Regions from separate parts of the Mus musculus genome. Here all the other regions are linked to region 3. A link is a contact called in public Hi-C data. All regions are on one chromosome and are shown on one strand. The core of a region is the stretch at or near the end of the contact, and the rest is flanking DNA. Distances in the headings are between cores, read along the strand shown. Region 1 overlaps Nab1 (Ngfi-A binding protein 1). Region 2 has its middle 25 kb from the start of Nemp2. Region 3 overlaps Stat1 (signal transducer and activator of transcription 1).

Region 1 (2,712 bases), core at 20-2,519, 310 kb after region 3:
TTACTGATATTGAAGCTAAGGACCGATTTACAGGGCTACACACCATTCCTCGCTACTTGAAGCTAAGCTGTGCATAAGCAAGGATGTCTTTTGCACTGCTCTGCCTTCTGGCCTTGGAGGCCTGCCTGGCATATAGAAAACACTTCAAAAAACCTTTTCAATGAGTGGATGACAATGACATGGGGTTTTCTTCATACTGAAGACAGGAGAAAAGCCAAAAACATTTTTTTTTTCAGAGTAGTAAAAACACTCATGACTCAGCTTTCTAACACAGACTTGTGTTAGGAAACAAATATACATTTTAGACAAATTGATTTTTGAAATTTAAAGAACGATGTTTCTGTCGTTTGGAAAAGGTGAGGGTGTACTTCAGTGGAAGGCCCTGGGTTCAATCCTAGCACCACAAGGAAACAGGTGCTATCAGCAAAGCAGCATCTTTGACGGAATCTGTTTCTTAGGGGAAATGGGCTGTATTCGCACATCCCTGTCCTGACCAAGCCTCTACACATGCGCAAGCTACAGTACAGGAATAATAAAACGTAAGGACTTTTAGAAATTAAAATATACAGGATGCAGGATGACCACTTTCCTCTGAAAAGGGACTAGTGAAAATGGATTTCTGCAGATATGATCCCTTCAAGACATAAAGGAATCCATTCTCCCCACTTCTCTTTGAGAGGCAAGTGGCCAGTCACTGCAGAGGCTCACCTTGTCCATCAGAGCTATCAGAAGGCAGGCCGCCATCAGGGCTCTGCTCGCCGGAGCTCTGCCTGTAGAGCCCGGCCGTGAGTCTCCTCTCCTGCTGCAGCCTCTCATACCCGGCCTGGGCACACAGGAGCTCCATCTGCTTCGCCATCCCCTTTTCAGCCTGCTAGTGAGTAAAGCAAAGATAAAAGCAATAACTAAAGCATTCTAGATTTCTTCATGGCCTGATGCTGCTAATTTGAGACACCAGCGAATGCATTTAGTATTTATTAAAAGGAGCTCACACTTCCTGTGGATGTATATCTGCCTCCATAACTATGAATGCATGCTTGTGTCATGTAAGACACCAGGTTTGTTCAAAAGGTTTCCTTTCAGTCCCATAAAGAGAACTCTATGTAAACTCAAAGCCAATGTAAGCTTCACTTTGTTTCCCAAGGTTCTGAGTCCTTTAAAGGATTTCCCCTTCTTTCTAAAATAGAAAAAAAGAAAAGAAATCAAGAAAGAAAGAAGATGGAAAAAAAGAGCCTAAGAGCAGCAGCAACATCTGCTGTCAACTGCTTTGAGCACAGGGTGAAATCCTGGCATCTTATTTTAGGATTTGGCGCTACCCAGATTCTGCTATGATGACAGCCTGCTTGGAGGAGAAAAGGTGTAAAATGCTTGTCTAGAAGAACAAGACAAACACACCTCCCACCAAAATTAAACAATGCAAATTATGCAGAGAGGCATCCCTGCCAGCAAGGATCTCTGCCTCCATCCCAGAGTGAAGCAGCATTTCCAAACCACGCATAGATGGACATGTTTGAAACAGAAGGCTGCTGTGTGACATATGAGGTCACCTCTGCACGTGTTTTAGAGGCTCCTTTTCTGTGTTCTGCTTTAAATTACTTGCATGTGATATTCAAAGCAGTGTGTCTATATGACATTTGCCAATGAAGTAATAGTCAAAATGCAGATATGATTCATTATCATGTTATATAAAAGTACTATAAGAATGCCACTATGTAAAATTGGTTACAAAAGTCATGATTCACAATTTTAAAAATCAATAGATGGAACACATAATGGATTAAAAAACAGAAGAAATACCCTTATTACTTTTCTAGACATGTACAAACCAGATCAAAGGTAACAACTTCATTTTGGCAAGTTAACTGGGGACATTTCAACAGGCCATTCTGGGAGGGAAACATAGTAGCAAGGTTTGGCAATACTAAACGGGCCTGCAAACAGGTCTGCAGTTCTGTCTAAAAGGGACATTCACACACGGACTTTGGAAATGTCCACTTCTGAGCACATACATAGTTAAAAATTGACTAAGATTTTGGGGTAGGAGGATAGCTATTGTAGCACACAGTACTGGCTGTAGAAGCCTGAGAAACCAAATTCAAATCCCAGCACCCACATGAAGAACTGAGCTGGGAGGTATGCGCCATGACTCCAGCATGAAGAACTGAGCTGGGAGGTATGCGCCATGACTCCAGTAGTGGGGAGCAGATCCAGCTGGGTTCCTGGGGCTCTGCAGCCAGCTAGAAGAACAAATAAGAACAAGGCTAACAAGAGCCCTGTCTCAAAAAAATCAAGGTGGGTGGACCCTGAGGAACCACACCCAAGGCTTCCGTCTGGCCTCTATAAACAGGTGCACACATGAGTACACCTACCAGCACCCTTGTGCACCCACACAAGCATGCACCCCCTGACATATACACAGAAATTAATAAAATTATCCAAAGCTACACACTAATTTAACAATTGTTCAGTAATGCTTTAAATGGGGTAAGAGTAGCAATGTTGACGATATGTTATTGAGATCTTGTGCTATTTTACCTAAGAGTTGTACCAAAATGGCTGTTTTCCCTGATACTCAAAGAATGTGTCACTTCCTACAGAACTACAGAGAGTAAGTAACAGCTTATCAGATTCTGTTCATGAGCCAAATGAAACCAAGATGTTCCTGCCATCAGACAGATAAAGCTGAGGACCAGAAGACATTTAACAACAAGCAGA
Region 2 (2,713 bases), core at 191-2,690, 500 kb after region 3:
CCCACTTTCAGGAATAGACAGATCAGGGAAACAGAAACTAAACAGAGACACTAACAGAACTTATTAACCAAACGGATCTAACAATATCTATAGAACATTTCATCCTAAAGCAAAAGAATATACCTTCTTCTCAGCACCTCATGGTACCTTCTCCAAAACTGACCATATAATCAGTCACAAAACAGGCCTCAACAGATACAAGAAGATTGAAATTATTCCATGCACACTATCAGATCACCACAGACTAAGGCTGGTCTTAAATATCAATAAAAACAACAGAAAGCACACATACACGTGGAAGCTGAACAATGCTCTACACAATGATAACTCAGTCAAGGAAGAAAAAAAGAAAAAAAATGAAACGCTTTTTAGAATTTAATGAAAATGAAGACACATCATACCAAAATTTATGGGACACAAGGAAAGCAGTTGTAAGAGGAAAACTCATAGCTCTAAGTTCTCCCAAAAGAAATTGGAGAGAGCTTACAGGAGCTTGACAGCACACCTGAAAGCTCTAGAACAAAAAGAAGCAAATACACCCTAGAGGAGTAGATGGCAGGAAATAATCAAACTCAGGGCTGAAATCAACCAAGTAGAAACAAAACCAACTCTACAGAGAATCAAAATCAGAAGCTGTTTTTTTGAGAAAAATCAACAAGGTAGATAAACCCTTAGCCAGACTAACCAGAGGGCACAAAGACAGTATCTAAATTAATAAAATCAGAAATGAAATACAACAAAATATATCTTAAAATGATTCTGTTTGTTGAATATTAACAGTTGAAAATACTAAAATCATGTTCTACAAACAATAAAGCCAACCAACCAAACAAAAAAAGATAGAAATCCTCAGAGACACAGTAGGTACATATCCACTGTAAGAGTCACAAGCAGCCCATAGCACTCATACTGGGACAACAAAAGTAGCCTACAATCTTGTCAGGACGTTTTATTGGTAAGGCTATTGCTTGGGATGCTGATTTAAGGTTTTAGAGAATGTCTAGAAATCAAGAATAGAAACAAACACACATAGGTTTCAGGCACACAGAACTCATGGCTTGGCTATTTATGTCTTGTACCACCGTGGACGCTTTCCCTCCCACTAGGATGGGAAGGTGGTAGGCAGGGCTCTGGTGTTAGCAAGAGTTGAGTCTGTGTCCTGGCTCTGACCATGATCCCATAACTTAGGCCCTATTCGCTTAAGAATCCTCATATTTTCAATGGGGAAGGTTATGTATACCAGGTAGGGCTTTTGAAAAACAAATGACCTAACCATGGATGAACTTCCCCTTTTGCAGCTGCTCTACTTAACTGATATGCCGAGAGGCATATTGCTTAGGAGTCCCATGAGCAAGCTGCAAATCCCCGGGAGTGCTAGCCACCTGCCTGCTTTCTGCCACTGCAACTTCCTGCCACTGCAACTTCCTGCCACTGCAACTTCCTGCCACTGCAACTTCCTGCCACTGCAAGCTCACTAGGACGATAAAGTAGCACTGTCCTATGACTCTGGCTCTTGAGCTGTGCTGGCCTTTGGCATGTACTATTACTCTGCTTTAAGAATAGTCTAGTTACAGAGACAAAATTTGGAGCTGTGACAAAAAAGATGGACCATCTAGTGATTGCCATATGCAGGGATCCATCCCATAATCAGCTTCCAAACGCTGACACCATTGCACACACTAGCAAAATTTTGCTAAAAGGACCCAGATATAGCTCTCTCTTGTGAGACTATGCCGGGGCCTAGCAAATACAGAAGTGGATGATCACAGTCAGCTAATGGATGGATCACAGGGCTCCCAATGGAGGAGCTAGAGAAAGTACCCAAGGAGCTAAAGGGAACTGCAACCCTATAGGTGGAACAACAATATGAACTAACCAGTACCCTGGAGCTCTTGTCTTTAGCTGCATATGTATCAAAAGATGGCCTAGTCAGCCATCACTGCAAAGAGAGGCCCATTGGACTTGCAAACTTTATATGCCCCAGTACAGGGGAACGCCAGGGCCAAAAAGGGGGAGTGGGTGGGTAAGGGGTTGGGGGGGTGGGTATGGGGGACCTTTGGGATAGCATTGAAAATGTAAACAAGGAAAATACCTAATTAAAAAAAAAGAATAGTCTAGTTAATAGCATCGAGCCAAGTTGGGTTCACACAGAACTCTAGGGTAGCATAACTTCCTGCAGGCAGAGAGGAGCAGGACAAATCACTATGGTAGTGATTCCTAGCCTCAGCTTTGACATCCCTGAGTATTTCTAAGGATCTCAAGAGAGGTTATAAAATTCTCAAATCAAGTTTAATTGGAATTCACTTTAATATTTTTCAAGTGACATATGGCACTGTAAGAACAGGAAGAAAAAGTCACAAAGTCCACAAACTCGTGAAGGTGTCAGCTCAAAAGGCTAGAAATTACTGCACTGTTGGATCGACGCTCACAGTAAACATTTTGTAACGAAGGCATATTGAATTTGGTGTCATTCATTACAGAGCAGAGGATGTTCTCTTGTTTGGTCACGTGTTTTTCATTTACGAAATATTTAAAAATGGTATTTACCTTTTATTTCAATACACCCACTGTGCATTTCCCAAACCAGCAGCTTTTCAAAGAAATCAACCAGAATTGTAAACACAAGATACAACGCTCTGATTCCCTACAGTCACTTTCACAATCCACATACTGTACATTCATAGGTGGGGCTCAGCCTGTCTCCCACTTCATT
Region 3 (2,722 bases), core at 212-2,711:
GGGCCCTTGTTGCAGGAGGCAGAGCCACAGTTTTGTCTGATCAGGCATCTGGCCCGTGGCAGACAGTTCTCTCTCAGTGGCTAATGTCAGAAGGCTTATTCATCTTCTACAATGAAAAGTCAAAGCCTCCCTTATCACCGACAACCTGCCAATGAACCGGATATCTGAAGCATGTCTTTAAAATTCCATCAATACCGTTGTCCAGGTTTGCGGTCTGTGTAGCAGGGTGATGCAGACGGTAGTCGAAGTGGGTCTTTCTTAACTGAATGTCCCTGGAAGGGTCTTCACTCACTTGTGCACATTAACAAGGGTCTCAGACCTTGTTCTGTATTCCACATTTGGTGAGATACAAGGATTTTTTTTTCCCTGCTTGTTGTAGCGTATCAGTGGTTTCCCTTAAACAAAGTAGTGGACTTAACACAGCTCAGACCACATGCTGCATTAATTCATATGGCTAATTATATTTATGGCTTGTATCAGTTTGAACAACTGTCCAATTTGTGAGAAGGCTGAGGGATATATCTAAGTACAGTGAGCTTATAAAATCCACCGGAGATCTCGGCCTTATTTGGAACTGCACATTTGTTCTGCAGGGCTTTTGGTGGGGAGGGACTTCATGTAGGCAGAGGAACAGCGGGAAGTGGTGCTGGGTAGAGACAAGGGTGGCTTCTCCACAGAGCCTTCAGGGAGACAGGGGTCATGCCAAAGTCAGATCAGCCTGGAAGGGCGTGTCCTGGGGTGGGGTTTATAGAGCTCTGCCTGCTCTCTGGGAAAGGAGCTAAGAGGCACCAGATGGCTGGCTTGATGTCAGCTTCCTCTGCGCTTTCATAATCCGATCTCAGTAATCCTCCATGCATTCCTTCATGCTGTTGGAATCAAACCAACAGACAGCAGCATGGTGGTGCGCATCTGTCATCTCAGGCTGGCGGAGTCGGAGGCAAGGATGGGAAGCAAGGAGTTTGAGGCCTGACTGAGCTACACGGGGAGACCCTGCCTATAAATAAAGGGGGTGAAACAAAGCCACCATTCGTAGGTTTTAAACTGCTTGTTGGTCCTTTCAGCCTGTGTAACTAGAGGCCCATTTCAAGTTAATATACGAGAGAATATCACCTCTGCTGTAGTCACCCTTTGCAATAGATACAAGAGCTCTCAGTCCAACTAGAGCAGCAGATCAATTTCTGTTTGGTAAAAAGGCGATTTTTGTTTGTTTGTTCGTTTTTGTGTTTGTTTCTAGGCCCTAATGCTGGCCCTGATGGTCTTATTCCATGGACAAGGTTTTGTAAGGTGGGTCCTCCCTGGGTTGTTTGCTTACTCTGGCATGTTCATGTGTCCCCCTCACACCCACTAGGACAAGTTGTTTACCTTCCTACAGGGCAGGAGGTTGGTCTGCAAGCAGAGACCGACCGAGACCAGCCGGCAGGAAGCACCTGCCTGAGTGATAACACTCTCCCACATCCCTCGCCCCAGCCTCTTAATCAGCAGGGCTCTGGCTAAGGCCGTGGGAACCGTGCACGGAGCAGTTGTGCAGAGCTACCCCAGCTCGAGGGCACCTGCACAGGGTGGTGAGACCCTGCACGGTTCGCCAGCAGGAGCTGAGCTGCTCATGCTGGCTTCTGCTACAGTGAGCACACTCTTGTTTTCCAGTCATCTGGGAAGTCACCTTTGCCGGGTGCTGCTCTTGGGAAAGGGAGCCAAGGAGGGAGAAGCTCTAGCAAGTCAGAAAGAGGCAGGGGGAGCCAGCCAGGCATTTCCACTCAGGAACGACTGCCCCTCTTGCTTGATCTGGGGTCTCTTTGGAGGGGCAGGGCAAAGCAGTGCTTTGGTTAACCAATTGTGCATTTGTATACTTGCAGGAAAATATTAATGATAAAAATTTCTCCTTCTGGCCTTGGATTGACACCATCCTAGAGCTCATTAAGAAGCACCTGCTGTGCCTCTGGAATGATGGGTAAGCGTCCCTGAGCGCTCCGAAGGCTGGGACAGAGTGCCGGCCGGCCTTCAGGATTTGGCAGGGGTTTTGCTCAGAGATGCACACTTACCTGGTATAAGGCTCCTTGAAAGGACACCCTCAGGAGATTAAGCATGTCTTAGGATATCTATATTTAGATCTATCTATTTAAAAGCTAAATTAAAAACAAAAACCTCTTAGTGTCATTAATGTATTTATTCATTCTCACAAACATTGTCAGTATTTACTGTACTGCCCTAATAAAGAATCAGAAACCACCAGATGGGGCAGTGCAGATCTTTAACTTCAGCTGAGGCTGAGGCTGAGGCAGGCTGATCTCTGCTCGTAGCACAGCAAGCTCCAGGCAGCCACGGCTGACAGTGAGACTCAGTCTTTTTTGTTAAAAGGAAGGAAGGAAGGAGAGAAGGAGAGGGAAGGGAAGAGAAGGGAAGAAGGAAGGAGACAGAAGGAAAGAGAGAAAGAGAAAAGTGTTTAGCTCATTCAGTCCAGGGATCAACTGATATCTCCGGGGTTCCTGTCAGTTGACCAGCAGTGATGGTGTCTGAAGCGCTGTTACCTGAGGCTGCGTCCCCAGTACAAGATGCATAGGCAGACACTGTCATGCGTGGTGTTTAAAGTCAGCAAGTAACAGCAGACGACGACGCATTGCCTGTTTACCAAGCCACACCCCAGTCGGTGTTCATCCTGATTCCTACTTAGCACATGTATCTATAAGTGAGATGCTCCCTTTAAGTGCCAGTTAAGCATTTTGAA

Evidence for each region. Hi-C and Micro-C count contacts between places; a contact is called where the count stands out from the background.
Region 1: a Hi-C map of forebrain shows a contact between it and region 3, with 5 times the contacts expected there. The contact joins two enhancer-like sites. A contact is called at or near these places in 6 of 484 Hi-C or Micro-C datasets (cerebral cortex, embryonic stem cells, forebrain and 1 more), 1 of 115 datasets of contacts at active chromatin or transcription factors (kidney) and 2 of 9 other capture datasets (adipose tissue and liver).
Region 2: a contact with region 3 is called in a Hi-C map of the G1E-ER4 cell line, with 2.6 times the contacts expected there. The contact joins two enhancer-like sites. A contact is called at or near these places in 1 of 15 datasets of contacts at CTCF or cohesin (the NIH/3T3 cell line), 3 of 484 Hi-C or Micro-C datasets (the Ba/F3 cell line, the G1E-ER4 cell line and large pre-B cells), 1 of 115 datasets of contacts at active chromatin or transcription factors (differentiating embryonic stem cells) and 2 of 9 other capture datasets (embryonic stem cells and liver).

The regions. Positions count from the first base shown.
Region 1 is chr1:52,464,077-52,466,788 of GRCm38.p6, forward strand. It overlaps Nab1 (Ngfi-A binding protein 1), which reads right to left. Exons shown (of 8, transcript NM_008667.3): 6 at 709-871. Among named protein-coding and RNA genes, the nearest start is that of Gm23460, 21 kb to the left of the region's middle. Within about 2 kb of position 1,270, at least 14 of the 459 cell types and tissues checked have an H3K27ac peak or open chromatin away from gene starts, as enhancers often do. A contact at or near this core is called in forebrain, where this site is marked.
Region 2 is chr1:52,654,016-52,656,728 of GRCm38.p6, forward strand. It overlaps a transcript of Mfsd6 not described here. Among named protein-coding and RNA genes, the nearest start is that of Nemp2, 25 kb to the left of the region's middle. Within about 2 kb of position 1,441, at least 81 of the 459 cell types and tissues checked have an H3K27ac peak or open chromatin away from gene starts, as enhancers often do. A contact at or near this core is called in the G1E-ER4 cell line, where this site is marked.
Region 3 is chr1:52,149,385-52,152,106 of GRCm38.p6, forward strand. Stat1 (signal transducer and activator of transcription 1) reads left to right here. Exons shown (of 25, transcript NM_009283.4): 19 at 1,235-1,284; 20 at 1,854-1,948. Among named protein-coding and RNA genes, the nearest start is that of Stat1, 31 kb to the left of the region's middle. Within about 2 kb of position 1,462, at least 100 of the 459 cell types and tissues checked have an H3K27ac peak or open chromatin away from gene starts, as enhancers often do. A contact at or near this core is called in the G1E-ER4 cell line and forebrain, where this site is marked.